Linked DNA regions of Mus musculus: all the other regions are linked to region 4. A link is a contact called in public HiChIP or PLAC-seq and promoter capture Hi-C data. All regions are on one chromosome and are shown on one strand. Each heading gives the region's core, a stretch centred on a gene start, on an enhancer-like site or on the middle of the called end of the contact. The rest is flanking DNA. Distances are from core to core; before and after follow the strand shown. Region 1 has its middle 34 kb from the start of Gm35493. Region 2 overlaps Tnpo1 (transportin 1). Region 3 has its middle 23 kb from the start of Gm35279. Region 4 holds the start of Tnpo1 (transportin 1).

Region 1 (3,280 bases), core at 44-2,543, 110 kb after region 4:
ACTTGTGCTCATTAAGACAAGGTGTGGTGCTTTGAATAAAAACGGTCTCCATCGGTTCTTAGGGATGGGCATGATTGGAGGTGTGGCTTTGTTGGAGTGGGTGTGGCCTTGTTGGAGTAGGTGTGGCCTTGTTGGAGTAGGTGTGACCTTGTTGGAGCGAGTGTGGCCTTGTTGGAGGAAATGAGTCACTAGAGGTGGACTTGGTGCTTTCAGATATTCAAGCTAGGTCCAGTGTCACTAGCTCTTCCTGTTGCCTGAGGATCCTGATGTAGGAATCCCAGCTACCTCTCCAGTACCATGTCTGCCTTGGTGCCGTCATGTTTTCTACTATGATGAGAATAGACTAAATCTCTGAACTGTAAAACCAGCCCCAGTTTAATGTTTTCCTTTATAAGAGTTGCTGTGGTCATGGTGTCTCTTCACAGCTAGCTAAGACGTATGGGCACAGTCACTTCCTGCAGGCCTGGCTCTTTCTACTGACCGGGCTAGCACTTTTTTCTAGTATGTTGGTCCAGTGAAAGGGCAAAACCCTTTCAAAAGGTGGCCACCCGGAGGAACCTGTGCAGGCTGGTTTTGACAGCTGCCTTCTCAGCCATTCACTTCTTGGAGGACATAGCTGAAGTCCTGCTCAATGGGGGCAAGAGTAAGTGGTTTCTTGTCAGATGGGGGTAGCACTAATGGAGCCGGGAGAGGAGGAGGGTGGGCAGAAAGGCAGCACTCCACCCAACTGTAAGATGAGTTCCCAGGGGGGGCCAGTGACCTGGCTGAGAGCTGCAGACATGCACAGTACTGTGTCCACCCCCCCCCACCGCGTTAACTTTTTTTTGTTTTTTACTCAAAAACACATCCCTCCTTTTTACTTTCAGAAATAACACCCACTTGAGGCAGAAGTGGTATATTTTTAGTTCTTAATGTTTGGAAAATAGAGAAAGAGCAGAAAATAATCAGACTCTAGCAACCAGAACCTTATAATGCAAAGCCCCCTCCCCCACTCCTCCCCACTCCCGCACCCCTCCCCCTGCATTCCACACCTTGTCTGTGGAGGTCAGTGACAAGGAGTAGCTACAGACAGGGTGCGTGGGCAGCCATTGGAGAATGGGAGAGACAGAGTAGGAGGTAGATAGGGTCTTCCTACACTCAGGGGATGGAAGGATGATGCAGGTAGGAGGTGGGGAGCAGTCCATGGAAGTCCCACGTAATTTGATCCCCTGTGACTTTCCAAGACAGGATCTCACCGCAGCTGAGAGACAGGACATGGCTGGAATAACCAGTTCCTGCAGGAATGAGTAAACTCCTCTGATAGCTGGGAATATCCTTAGGCAGCTGCTTTGGGGTAGGGGAGCATCCTAAGGGTCGTGACCTTGAACTGTCCGAGTCCTCTGTGTTTCGTTCACACCCGTGCCTGTCCAAGGTTTAGAGAGAGTTAACCAGAGAGGGCTCAGGGCAGACTGGCTGGAGTTTGGTCAAAGAGATTCTTTGTTTTCAGGCGGTTCGGTCTCATTCCTGGTTCCACAGGTAGAGACTGGGTGGTTTAATCTCTGCATGTCGCATGTGCGCCTTTCTGCCACAGTGAGTCCCTTTCTTGCTGCTTCTGTCTGGGAGCAGATGAAGGAATGTGCTTGCACTGGAAACAGTCAACAGAGCAGTTGTTTCCCCTACCTCACCTCTCACGCTGTGGTAGCCTGCCCTGTAGGGGCAGGCTACGGACATTGTTTCTGGTTACAGGTGTTCTTTCTTCAGGCAAATGGCCTTTCACTAGTAGCGGCTGTAAATCAGGCTGGCCATGCTAGAAAAGCTAGCTGGCTTCTTAAGAGGTACCTGGGGTGGTGACCTACTAGGAAAGGGGGCCAGTCATGGGAGCAGTGAGCAGAGTGATTACCTTCAAAGTCAGACTGTGCAGGTCCAGGCTGCGCCAGTGACACAAGCGCTGTCCCCTCTGCACAGGTGGAGAAACCTTTGATACGGGAGATAAAAGCTAAGTGGGTGACCCAGCTTGGAAAGCGGGGCGACATACTGTACTTACAGTTGACCCCGGTGTCAGTCACTGCGTCAGAGATGACACACTTCTCTGGCTTCAGCTTCTTGCTAGGAGCCTAGGGAATTCTCGCTACCAAAAGCCCTTTGGGCCTGTGGCCACCCTGCAGACAGGGCCCCAAGGCAGCTTGTTAAACAAAAGGAAAACCCTAGTTCTGCAAGAGCAGGGACTCTAAAGACCCAGGCGTCTGTGCTTTCTTTGAGGAGTCTGTGGTGTAGCTCTCTGCTCTCTCAATCTCTTTGGAACTCCCATGGTGGTGGTCCTGAAACCTCCTGGGTTCAAATCCCATCTGTGCCTCTTTCTGGTTGTGTGATCTAAGGTAAGCAACTTGATCTCTCTGTGCCTTACTCTCCACATCTGTATAATGGAGATGGTGATAACATCTCCCAGGGGTATCACGAGCATCAACTGCATACATAAGGTGATTTGCTCAGTATATAGCGTGTGGAAGACACTGATGGCTGGTGGTTTAATCATGGCCACCACAGGCTAGCTCTCTAGTTTGACTGATGCATCACTGCTCACCTGGCAGCCCAGGATCCACCTTAGCCTGAGGGGCTTGCAGTCTTTTGCCGGTCAGTAGGACCCTTCCTTCTGCTCCAGTTCCTTCCTCTCCTTTGGTTGTAGGAGGTACAACAGGGTTTATTTTCCAAAAAAACCAGTTGCACCCCACAATTGCCCCACCTCGAAAGCGTGTTTGGAGAGTAATACAGGGTAATGCAGGGTCTGGTGTACCCTCGACCAATGGTCATCCTCTGTAGGCGTCTTTGGGTTTTATTGCTCTGAAGAGACACCACGACCATGGCAGCTCTTATAAAGGAAAACATTTCATTGAAGGTGGCTTACAGTTTCAGAAGTTTAGTCCATTATAGTCATGGCGAGGAAGCATGGTGGCCTGCAGGCAGACACAGGGCTAGAGAAGGAGCTGAGAGTTCTACAACCAGATCTGCAAGCAGCAGAAGGTGGACTGTGACACTCTACAAGACTTGAGTGTCTGAGACTTCAAAGCCCACCCCCTAGACACACCTCCTCTAACAAGGCCACACCCACCCCAATAAGGCCGTACTTCCCACACCAAGCATTCAAATGCTTGAGTCTGGGGTGTGTGTGTGGGGGGGTGGGGGTGGGGTGGGGAGAGGAGCATTCCTATTCAAACCACCACAATGGAGGAAGTTCGTTCTCTTCCACTTAGCTTGCAGCTTCAGGAAGGGTACACACAGAGCAGCGAGGAAGAAAAGGGCCACT
Region 2 (3,283 bases), core at 16-2,515, 85 kb before region 4:
AGTGCCATATTTAATACAGTATGAAATGCACTAGTTGCTATACAATGCTACTGCATGGCATTGAACTAGATAATATTGTTACCAACACAGGCCATTACTGCGCATCTGCCCATCACAATTATCCCAGGGTGTTAACCACAGACCCTAGTTTCCTTAGATTCCAATGACCACGTTATTAGACAGCACTAGCAGCAACAATTAGTGTCCCCCCACCTTGTAATATTTGCAAAAGTAGCTCCACAAGAAGGCTGTGTGCACCTGAAGACTCAGGAAGGGCCTGGGGTGCAGACGTGCATGGTACACTCTTCTCTTGGGAAGAATGCTTTTGCACTGCTATCTGTTAATACATTCAATATGAATATAATTAACTATATGAAGCAAAAAGTTTTTCACTGCAAAGGTGTTAAATGGAGACAAGAGTTTAATACATAATTTAATTCTGGCACCCCAACTTTGCAAAATTTTATGTAGGGAGAAGATTCCACTTTTGTGTTCTGAGTGTTTGGAAAAGGAGAGGACCAAACTCAACTCATTTTCAGTCGAGTCTCCATACCAAGTGTGAGGAGAGGTTTTTATTTCTCTCTCTGGTCTGGTAAAACAATTGGAGGAGGAAAAATAATCGACTAACCGGGAAGATAATCAATAAAATACATTAAAACAAAACAAAAAAACACCTTACAAACCTCCAAAGACTATTAAGTATGATGGTCTTTCTTTATAAACATGTCAGCAAAGCAAAACGATACAAGGATATTCACCTGAGATAAAACTTGTATCTGAATATTTCTAACTGAGTAGACAAAGCAGTCAGAGGAAAGTCAGCTGAAATTATTTTAAAATATACATCTGACTCTATTTTACAATATATGCAATTTAAGCAATTCAGATCAATGAAAAAGTTTTAACCAAAAAAATCACAGTGTTTATCAATGTTAATTACAAAATGTATGCTACTTGTTTTGTTTTAAGATGTAATGGCTTGGTTAAGTATTCTGAGATCTGAGATCTGAGTTGCATAACAAAATCAAGTAGCAATGATGTAAAGCATCAGGGCTGGCTCTAAGGGTATTTACAAGGTGGTTATTTTGGAAATAACCAACAAACAATACAAAAGTAATTTTCCTTACACAGTATGAAGTCATTAAAGAGATTAGACAATACAAAAAGCAAAACCATTTCCCGAGTAAATGAACACCTGTGGCACTAAGTTCGCTTGCTAACTAATGGGTGGTAGGTAACATGGAACTGCCAAGCACGCACTTCAATGACACTAGACACACTTTCTGTTTCCAACTTAGGTTGATCAGCAGCTTTTGTTCTGTTAGAATCCTTCAGAGAGAGAAGCTCAAACAGGAAAAAGAAGGCATATATAAAACAGTAAACACTGACCTCCTGAGGTTCCTACAACATAAAAATATTCAAGTAGAAAATCTACATCACTCAGCAGCGGCTATCTCTGTAGTTGAGCACACTAAGAGCATTTTAGTGTGTAAGGAGCAGATGAAGTAAGCCGTGCTTTAAGCATGCCAAGAGGCAGAAACACTGGAATGTAACAATGACAAACTCGCAACCTCATAGACATTTAAGCAACATTCAAAACTATCAAGACTGCACCACAAGAATTAAGTTCTTTATATATATATATATATCCCATGATGTGTCACGTTTCATCAAAACAATAAATGCTAACTCAGCGCTGACCTCAAAAAACTTAAATGGCTTCTGCAAATTCCTGTGCTATATACTATGTTGTTTAAAATATAATATAAATTAAGAAGAAACAATAGCCTCAACAGGGAAAGCTACATTAGAAAAGAAAACCACCCCAGTGTTAGGGTGTAAGCCATATTTACTTAAGTTTCTATTTTAAAGTTATTAGATTTAGAAACAAATTTACTATAAAGCCAAATACTGCTTTTGAGCTGCATAACTGCTAACTTGGAAATATATTCTTAATTAGACAGGTAATAAAATTGCCTTTAATTAACAAAGAATTGTTTATCACAGATCCAGAAAACTTTACTTTGCTTCTTATGCATTAATGGACAAATGTGGCTGTTTCTATATTACTTATGTAAGACTATCTCCTATATTACGTCCCCAAAGTATATGAAGCACTACAAGGCATTCTACAACCTAAGAATAAAACAGCTATTCCACTCTTGCTCTAAAGGCCAACTGAGAAGCAAATTTTAAGCTTCCAGTAAAGTAATGTACTAAAAAGCGAAATACCACACACCCTTGAGTCTAGCTTAAAAAAATAAAAAATAGGAGAGAGAGACTGGGCACTATACATGGTTTTATTTCAGGCCCCACAGACTGAAATTTGCAAAGCCAAAACAGAAGAAAAGAAAGTAAAAGAACATGTTAAAACAAACAAACAAACAAACAAACACATCCACAACAAAACCCTCTGCGTGCTACCATGCATGTGAAATGTTTTAAAACTGTATTTATAAAGTCACACACGGACAGCTCACACTTCAGTGCAATGGCTGTTATCAGTCACTTCTATAGAACAGAACCATGCAAAGAGGAGCAACTCCTATAAAAACGGTTATTGGGTATTTATTCTGCAATGCAAAGGTGACAAATTAAAATATAAAAAGGCTGTTATGGCTTAACTTTTTTTTGCAGATTAAATATGCAGCATTGAAAAATGGAAAGGTGTGGCTTAATCTCTGACCAGCAGAGCTAAAAGGAAAAATCTCTCCATTTCCCTTCATCATCATGGGATACACACTGCTCAGGCAATCCAAATTAATAAAGATTTGCACTTTCATATGGACATAAGATCAAGTGTACCAGTTAGGGTCTTCACATTCACAGTATGTAAGAAAATACACATGGGAGGAAGAGCAAAGGGTTAACTTAACAAGGATTTATTCACAGAGATACATAGAAGCAGAGGGAAAAATAACAGAAAGGCAAACAAATGAAATGAAGAGGATCCAAACCAACTCTCACTCTGTAGCTGTGTATGTGCCCCATGTGCATATGCTTAGGGCACAGAGGGCCACCAACATGCGCCAATACAGTGTAGGAACCCTGCATTACATCCATTAACTTAAACATAGCTTTAAGATCATGCTTCGAACAAAAATAAAAATAAAGAAATTAAAGGAAAGCTTAGAGGCAGTACGTTGAACGGGAATAAACATTGAAATATAGCGATCATGTTTCAACTTCTACAATTAATTGCCTTTATGTGCCAACTAACATGGATGCAGCCTTTACAGATCTTTTACCATGTAATTTGAAATTTGATAAAGTTACTAGTAGT
Region 3 (3,176 bases), core at 390-2,889, 91 kb after region 4:
GCATTGTAAATCCAAAAACTGTGAAGTATCCATCCCCTTAACGGAGTTAAGACTCATCAAGGGGATGGTTATGAAGTGTTACAAGATTACTAGGAGAAAGTAAATATTAAAAGCAGAGCTAGCTTTTAATCTCAGCACTTGGGAGGCAGAGGCAGGCGGATTTCTGAGTTTGGGGCCAGCCTGGTCTACAGAGTGAGTTCCAGGACAGCCAGGACTACACAGAGAAACCCTATCTTGAAAAACAAACAAACAAAACAAAACAAATCAAAGCAGAGCTAAGGGGTCCGCAAGATGCCTCAGTGGGTGAAGGAGCTTGCTACTAAGCCTGATGGTTTGACCTTAATCTCTGGGGTCCACACAGAAGAAATAGAGAGCTGAGCATTGTTGTATTAGCATCCTACTCAAAACCATCAAGAATCTGAGAGCCTTCTTTCCCTCCCTTCCCTCAGTTACCCTGAGGAAGATCTCCGTTCTTTCTATTCCTTTGCTATTAAAGGCTGGCACGGATGATCTATCCACATAAGAACTCAACAGAGAAACAGTAGGGACGGACACACACACACACACACACACACACACACACACACTTCTCTCCAAGAGAGTAACCCCATGCTGATGACAAAAAGAACTATGTAAAGTCACTGAAGAAGAAATTTGCAAAGCTTCTCTCAGAGCATCCAGAATATGGGGAGTAATTCAGTCACAAGGTGACCAGAGCAAAGGAACATGAGTGTCTCTGATAGAGACTGGCTCGACTGCCTAAGGATAATCATCGGAGGGTTCATGGGTCTTAAATACTTGTAGCTCTTTAAAGTGTAAATGAAGATTTCTTTGCCCTGAATAGAATGTTCCTCTCTTCTCTTATCACAAATGTAAAACCCTCACAGCTTGTATAATGTCACCATTGGGGGTCCACTTTTAACTCAGACTAGTGTAACCTCTTCTTGCAATAAACTGAAAAAAAAAACAAAAAAACAAAACAACACACCAAAACCAGAGTCACGCTGTCATAAATGAACTAGACTGTTTTGAACCTTCGGCGTTTTACCTCCATGGTCTAGTCTTACCAGGCTAATGTATTTCAAAGCAAACGAGTGCTGATAATTGTAGGACTCTTATTTAGGCCTCATGTAAATGAACTTTGAATGGCAGATGCTAGAGGCAAGGGAATAAACTTGAATTCTGTTCCTGGGAAGAGCTTTTCAAAAATAAAGAGAGCACCTTTCAATTTGTTGATGAACATCACTGCAGAGGAAGAGCCAAGCAGAGGTCGATAGAGTAGCCGCGGGAACGTATTGGATTGGAACTCTGCTTTAAGTGGATCTTTGTGCTCAGTTTTGGATCACTTCCTGAAGCCAATACTGGTCGACCTGAAAGAAACTCTGTGGGAGCTAAAATGATGTCTATCTGTGGAAGTAGCCTTTAAGAAGACTAGATCTGGATTTTAGAATTCCTGTCTAAAATAGACTTCTCTTTCAAAACAGTCACTGTTACCTTTCAGGAACCAACTCACAGGTGATTGTTAATTGTGATTCTATCTCTTGCTGGGAATTTTAGAGATCAATGCTAATGGGATTTACATTCAGGGCGAGACTCTCAGCACCTGGATGCTTGTTAGAGATACAGAATCTGGCTGGGCGTGGTTGCACCGCCTTTAATCCCAGCCCTCGGGAAGCAGAGGCAGGTGGATCTGTGAGTTAGAGGCCAGTCTGATCTACAGAATGAATTCCAGGACAGCCAGGGAGAAGCCCTGTCTTGAAAAAACAAAAACAAACAAAAAAATATGGAATCTCAGCCTTGATCTCATGTCTCCTTAGTCAGGGTCATCACTCGGATCAGGTTGCCATGGGAACCTATGGATGTATTTGAGTCTGAAGGGCTCCACTCTGGGTGGTGGGCAGTCTAAGGAGCTGACAGGAGATAATGCTAAGCACCCAGTGAGGTTAGTTAGAGTGGTGGCCACTGACATCAGTACAAGTCAGATATCACAGGAATAAACAGCATGATAATGTTACCTGACAGTTTTAAAATGTAAGAAAGAAGCAAACACTGTGGGTCTTGCTGCTCTTGTGTTATATTATGAGTGAAAGGTTTTTGGGGCTGGAGAGACAGCTCAGTAGTTGAGAGTATTAGCTGCTTTTCCAGAGGACCAAGGTTCGGTTTCCAGCACTCACACAGTGGCTCAAAACCATATATAACTCCAGTCCCAGGAGATAGAGTGCCTTCTCTGGCTTCCGTGGGCACAGGGCATACATGTGACTTAGAAACACATGTTCAGGCAAAGTGCTCATTTACATAAAATAAAAATAATTAAAATGTTAAAAAAATGTTTTGACTGTGTCATCTGCTCACTCAAAAGTGCTGCTTCAACTTTTCAGCTTAGTGACACCAGGCCTGGATTTCCATGGGAGAGAGTTATCCACTTACTGAATTATTTAATTCCTCCCAATTGCACAACATTCCTTCTTTCTTTCTTCCTTCCTTTCTTCCGTTCTTTTCTTTTCTTTTCTTTTCCTTTCCTTTCCTTCCTTTCTTCTCTTTCTTTCTTTCTTTCTTTCTTTCTTTCTTTCTTTCTTTCTTCCTTCCTTCCTTCTTTTCTTTCTTTCTTTCTTTCTTTCTTTCTTTCTTTCTTTCTTTCTTTCTTTCTTTCTTTCTTTCTTTTTCTCTATGGAAAGTGAGATTGGGAAACAGCCAGAAAAAGCAAATCACCCCTGATGAATGAAGTCTGCAGTCACTGGCAAAAGCCACTCAAGTCCTTTTCACCACCCCACCCCACCCACCCCACCCTATCCCACCCCACCCCACCCCCATTCCTTCTGCATGTTAGTTGGTCACAGCTGATATCCTAGGACATTTCCCCTCTCTCCCCTGGGCTTAGAAGACCAGTGGGCTTAATGCTTTCTTTTTAATGGTTTGTCAGCGAGTACCAGTACCGGATAGATGCTCTTCCTCCCCTTGGAGGCAGAGTAGCTAATGAAGGTTGACAAAGGCCTCTGGTTGAATCCTGGGACTGATGCTGACGGCGGCACACCCCACAGACCCCAGCAAACTGATTTTTATTGACAGTCTCTTCACCTAACAAACTAAGAGTCTGAGATTTAAGCACTTTCTAAATCGTTAAATAAATAATTTTTTGTTTTCCTGATAGAACATTTTGGTAGTTTGTCTTAATTAAA
Region 4 (3,012 bases), core at 1-2,500:
GGCAAGTGTCAAGGAGTTTAAAATAAATCGGCCACCTCTAAAGTAGTATTTTTCCTTTGCACTTGCAAATTTCCACATAGACCAGCCATTCTCTAGAACCAGGACGGAGGGTTACAGGACAGTAACAAGGATCACTTCTCACCAACTACAAACCATCCACTTACTTCATTAGCACACTTTCTTACCACACTTAAGTGAAAGTTTCGATAGGGAAACTCAAAACCCAGCAGGTACTTTTGGTATCCTAAAGATGAACACGTCTGAGCGTGCACATTGCAGACAGACAGGTCAGTTCCAAATACTGATTTCACCGAATATTTTGCATTTAAGGAGCGTCTTCTCTTTAGGGGGGAAAAGCATTGCTTACGTACTCATTGAAGCCATCACTGTTTTTCGAACAGGACATACTAAGCTTCTTAATACAATCTCCCCAACTAGTGGACAGCCTCTGACTTCGTTTCTACAGTTAACAGCTGATTCGCGACTGGCGTAACAAAGTGAAACTGTAAACAATCCCTGCAAACCCCACGTGATTAAAAAAAATTAAGCCCCGCGAGATCATTTCTAAGAGGAAGAAAGCCTTTCTAAAGCCAGTTTGATTGTGGTGGCGGGTCTGTTCCTCGGCGGCCCTTCCCCGTGGCGTGGGCAGACAGAGGCAGACGTGCAAAACCCACAAACCTAAGCAAAACCCGTAGTTACAAACATTAAAATTATGTTCACAGGTCGCGAGGCCAGCAGGCCCTCGGGGGAGACGGATCAGCTGGCTGCAGAAACCGGAGTGTGCGAGGCTCCGGGACAAAGACCGGCGACCTCGGGCCCTCGCACCGTGCGGCCTGACGGGCATCGCAGCGGCTCGGCCCGCCAGCCTCCCGCCACCCCCAGGACCGACCTCCCGCTCCTGGGGCGCCGCCTGCCCTGTCCGGGACCCGCAGGGCGCCCGGGACCGCAGCTGTTGGGCTTAGAACCGCGCCGTCGCCGGCGGGCTCCAAACGGCCAGGCCCCGTCCGAGAGGGCGGACAGCGGAGCGCGGTCCCCTCGGCGCGGCGGCCGGTCGGAGCTCGCTCGGGCCGCTTCCCACCCGCCTCCGCCCTGGCCACGCACCCTCACGCCAACCTACCCGGTCCCACACCATCCCAGAGGCCTCCGGCGCTCGGGCCTTTCTGCCGAAGCGGCGCTGCCTCCCGTCCGGGGCCTGAAATGGCTGCGGAACAAAGAGAATCCGGGCTCCGGCGAGCGCCGGTCCGATTGGCCGGGGGGCGGAGCCCGGCGCGGGAATCTTCGGCGGCGGTCGCCTTGGCAACGGCGACGGGGCTGGGAAAACTGCGGCCTGGGCCTGCTGGCCTGCGTCGGGAAGGCGGGCGGGCGGGCGGCGCGCCCCAGCGGTTTTCACCAAGCGGGGTCCCGGGGTCGACGCCTCGGCCCCGTGCCCGCCTCACACCCCCTCGCGCCCACTGCAGCCCCCACAAGCCAGCCTGGGGCTCAGTCGCGGCCTCCGCTGCCCAGCCCGTTGAGTGTGAACGCCCAGATGCACGGCCCTTCCGGCGGCAGGTGACGTGCGTGCCCGGAGTGCACTCGTGTCCCCCCCGGGAGACCGCCGAGCCCAGAGCCCGGCGACACCCACCAGGCCGCTCGTCCCACAGTCGAACTGTTACAGCTTTCCTGGGACAAGGCAGAAGGGTGTGGGCGGACGGCGGCCCCCTTGATAACACAGGGGCTTCTGAAATGTGCTGATGTAGCACGAAACTACCATATAAAACCAAATGAAATGATTTAGAAAATTAGGTTTACATCTCTAGGTATGTTTCTACTATAAAGCTAGTTCCCTGAGCTTGGAGATAATAAGCTCTCCTCTCTCCTTATACAGCCACCACCAGAGAGGTACTGTAACTTCAAGCTGAAAGTGTTTTAAAATGGGAGAGGTAGGCACTTTTCAAGCCAGTTGCAATAATGGTAATGAAGAGAGGTGAATTGTTCTTCCCAGTGGTAGCACACGCTTTTAATCCCAGCACTTGGGAGGCAGAGTCAGGCAGACTTCTGAGTTCAAGGCCAGCCAGGGCTATACTGAGAAACCCGGTCTTGGAAGAATCGTTCTTCCCTGCCTGGTTATTTTTACACAAACTTACCACGTATGAGTATTTTAAATATGCACAGCAAGGTGGTCCTTTTTTCTGAGTGAGTGGCCAGCGAGAATTATCTTCACATCAGTGCTTTCAACTGCCTTAGTGTTACATACTTCTTGTTTAGGCAGTGATTGCTCTCCATACACTTTACAGGTAAAATTATTGTACCTAATTCTTGAAAAATGCTAAATATTTACAACTTATTTATTAAGAAGCTTAAAAATCTTCACTTGTAATACTTTTTAGTGTTACAATTAGCTTAACTCAAAGTTTGAGACTAAAAGATGGTTTTTATCATCAGAAAGCTGAAAATTGAAAGGGAAAATATTTAAAATTACTAAAATATGGCCAGGCATGGCAGCCCACACTTTTAGTCCCATCACTCCAGAGGCAGAGGCAGACAGATTGCTGAGTTCCAGGCCAGCCTGGCCTACACAGAGAAACTTTGTCTCTATCAAATAAAATAAACATTTTTAAATGTTGATTTAATAGAAGTTAGATAGAGTAGTGTTCTTGGAAAGGAATTTTCTAAGAAGGAATATGTCCTAAGAAAAACAATTTAATGTAAACCTTCCTCCAGAGCAGTTTGGTGAGTCTGCAAAAAAATTTACTGCAAGGAAAAATGTAAACAGGTCTTATTTTATACTTAAAAGCTTTCATTGTAGAGTAGAGACTTGTAAAAATCAGATGATTGTGTGATTGTGGTAACTGAATCTTACATTGCTGGAGATTTAAAAAATAAAATAGCATTAAAATCTATAAGATTAGGGGCTGGGAAAATGGTTCAGAGGGTAACAGCCTTTGTTTTTGCAGAGGACCTGGGTTTTAGTCTCCAACCATGAGGTAGCTCATAACCGTTCATAATTCCAGTTCCAGGGGTCCAATGCCCTGC

Evidence for each region. Promoter capture Hi-C pulls out the DNA fragments that hold promoters and counts their contacts. HiChIP or PLAC-seq counts read pairs in DNA pulled down with a chosen protein or histone mark.
Region 1: a contact with region 4 is called in an H3K27ac HiChIP or PLAC-seq map of trophoblast stem cells, with 22 read pairs. The contact joins the enhancer-like site here to the promoter of Tnpo1 in region 4. A contact is called at or near these places in 10 of 39 promoter capture datasets (3T3-L1-derived adipocytes, the C10 cell line, embryonic stem cells and 4 more), 10 of 484 Hi-C or Micro-C datasets (the C10 cell line, conventional dendritic cells, embryonic stem cells and 3 more), 15 of 115 datasets of contacts at active chromatin or transcription factors (bone marrow-derived macrophages, embryonic forebrain, embryonic midbrain and 5 more) and 4 of 9 other capture datasets (adipose tissue, embryonic stem cells, liver and 1 more).
Region 2: a contact with region 4 is called in a promoter capture Hi-C map of the C10 cell line. The contact joins the enhancer-like site here to the promoter of Tnpo1 in region 4. A contact is called at or near these places in 4 of 39 promoter capture datasets (the C10 cell line, fetal liver, liver and 1 more), 6 of 115 datasets of contacts at active chromatin or transcription factors (CD8 T cells, the SCID.adh cell line, bone marrow-derived macrophages and 3 more) and 3 of 9 other capture datasets (adipose tissue, liver and pancreatic islet).
Region 3: an H3K27ac HiChIP or PLAC-seq map of embryonic stem cells shows a contact between it and region 4, with 9 read pairs. The contact joins the enhancer-like site here to the promoter of Tnpo1 in region 4. A contact is called at or near these places in 10 of 39 promoter capture datasets (3T3-L1-derived adipocytes, the C10 cell line, embryonic stem cells and 3 more), 15 of 484 Hi-C or Micro-C datasets (the BV-2 cell line, the C10 cell line, bone marrow-derived macrophages and 6 more), 13 of 115 datasets of contacts at active chromatin or transcription factors (bone marrow-derived macrophages, differentiating embryonic stem cells, embryonic stem cells and 6 more) and 4 of 9 other capture datasets (adipose tissue, embryonic stem cells, liver and 1 more).

What each region holds. Positions count from the first base shown.
Region 1 is chr13:99,037,293-99,040,572 of GRCm38.p6, forward strand. No RefSeq gene overlaps it. Among named protein-coding and RNA genes, the nearest start is that of Gm35493, 34 kb to the right of the region's middle. Within about 2 kb of position 1,294, at least 27 of the 459 cell types and tissues checked have an H3K27ac peak or open chromatin away from gene starts, as enhancers often do. A contact at or near this core is called in embryonic stem cells and trophoblast stem cells, where this site is marked.
Region 2 is chr13:98,840,191-98,843,473 of GRCm38.p6, forward strand. Tnpo1 (transportin 1) reads right to left here. Exons shown (of 24, transcript NM_178716.3): 24 at 1,891-3,283. Among named protein-coding and RNA genes, the nearest start is that of Gm34995, 26 kb to the left of the region's middle. Within about 2 kb of position 1,266, at least 2 of the 459 cell types and tissues checked have an H3K27ac peak or open chromatin away from gene starts, as enhancers often do.
Region 3 is chr13:99,015,267-99,018,442 of GRCm38.p6, forward strand. No RefSeq gene overlaps it. Among named protein-coding and RNA genes, the nearest start is that of Gm35279, 23 kb to the left of the region's middle. Within about 2 kb of position 1,640, at least 12 of the 459 cell types and tissues checked have an H3K27ac peak or open chromatin away from gene starts, as enhancers often do. A contact at or near this core is called in differentiating embryonic stem cells and embryonic stem cells, where this site is marked.
Region 4 is chr13:98,925,134-98,928,145 of GRCm38.p6, forward strand. Tnpo1 (transportin 1) reads right to left here and starts at 1,251. Exons shown (of 24, transcript NM_178716.3): 1 at 1,118-1,251. The coding sequence starts at 1,132. It overlaps Gm52051 (translation initiation factor IF-2-like), which reads left to right. Exons shown (of 2, transcript XR_003950643.1): 1 at 1-2,273.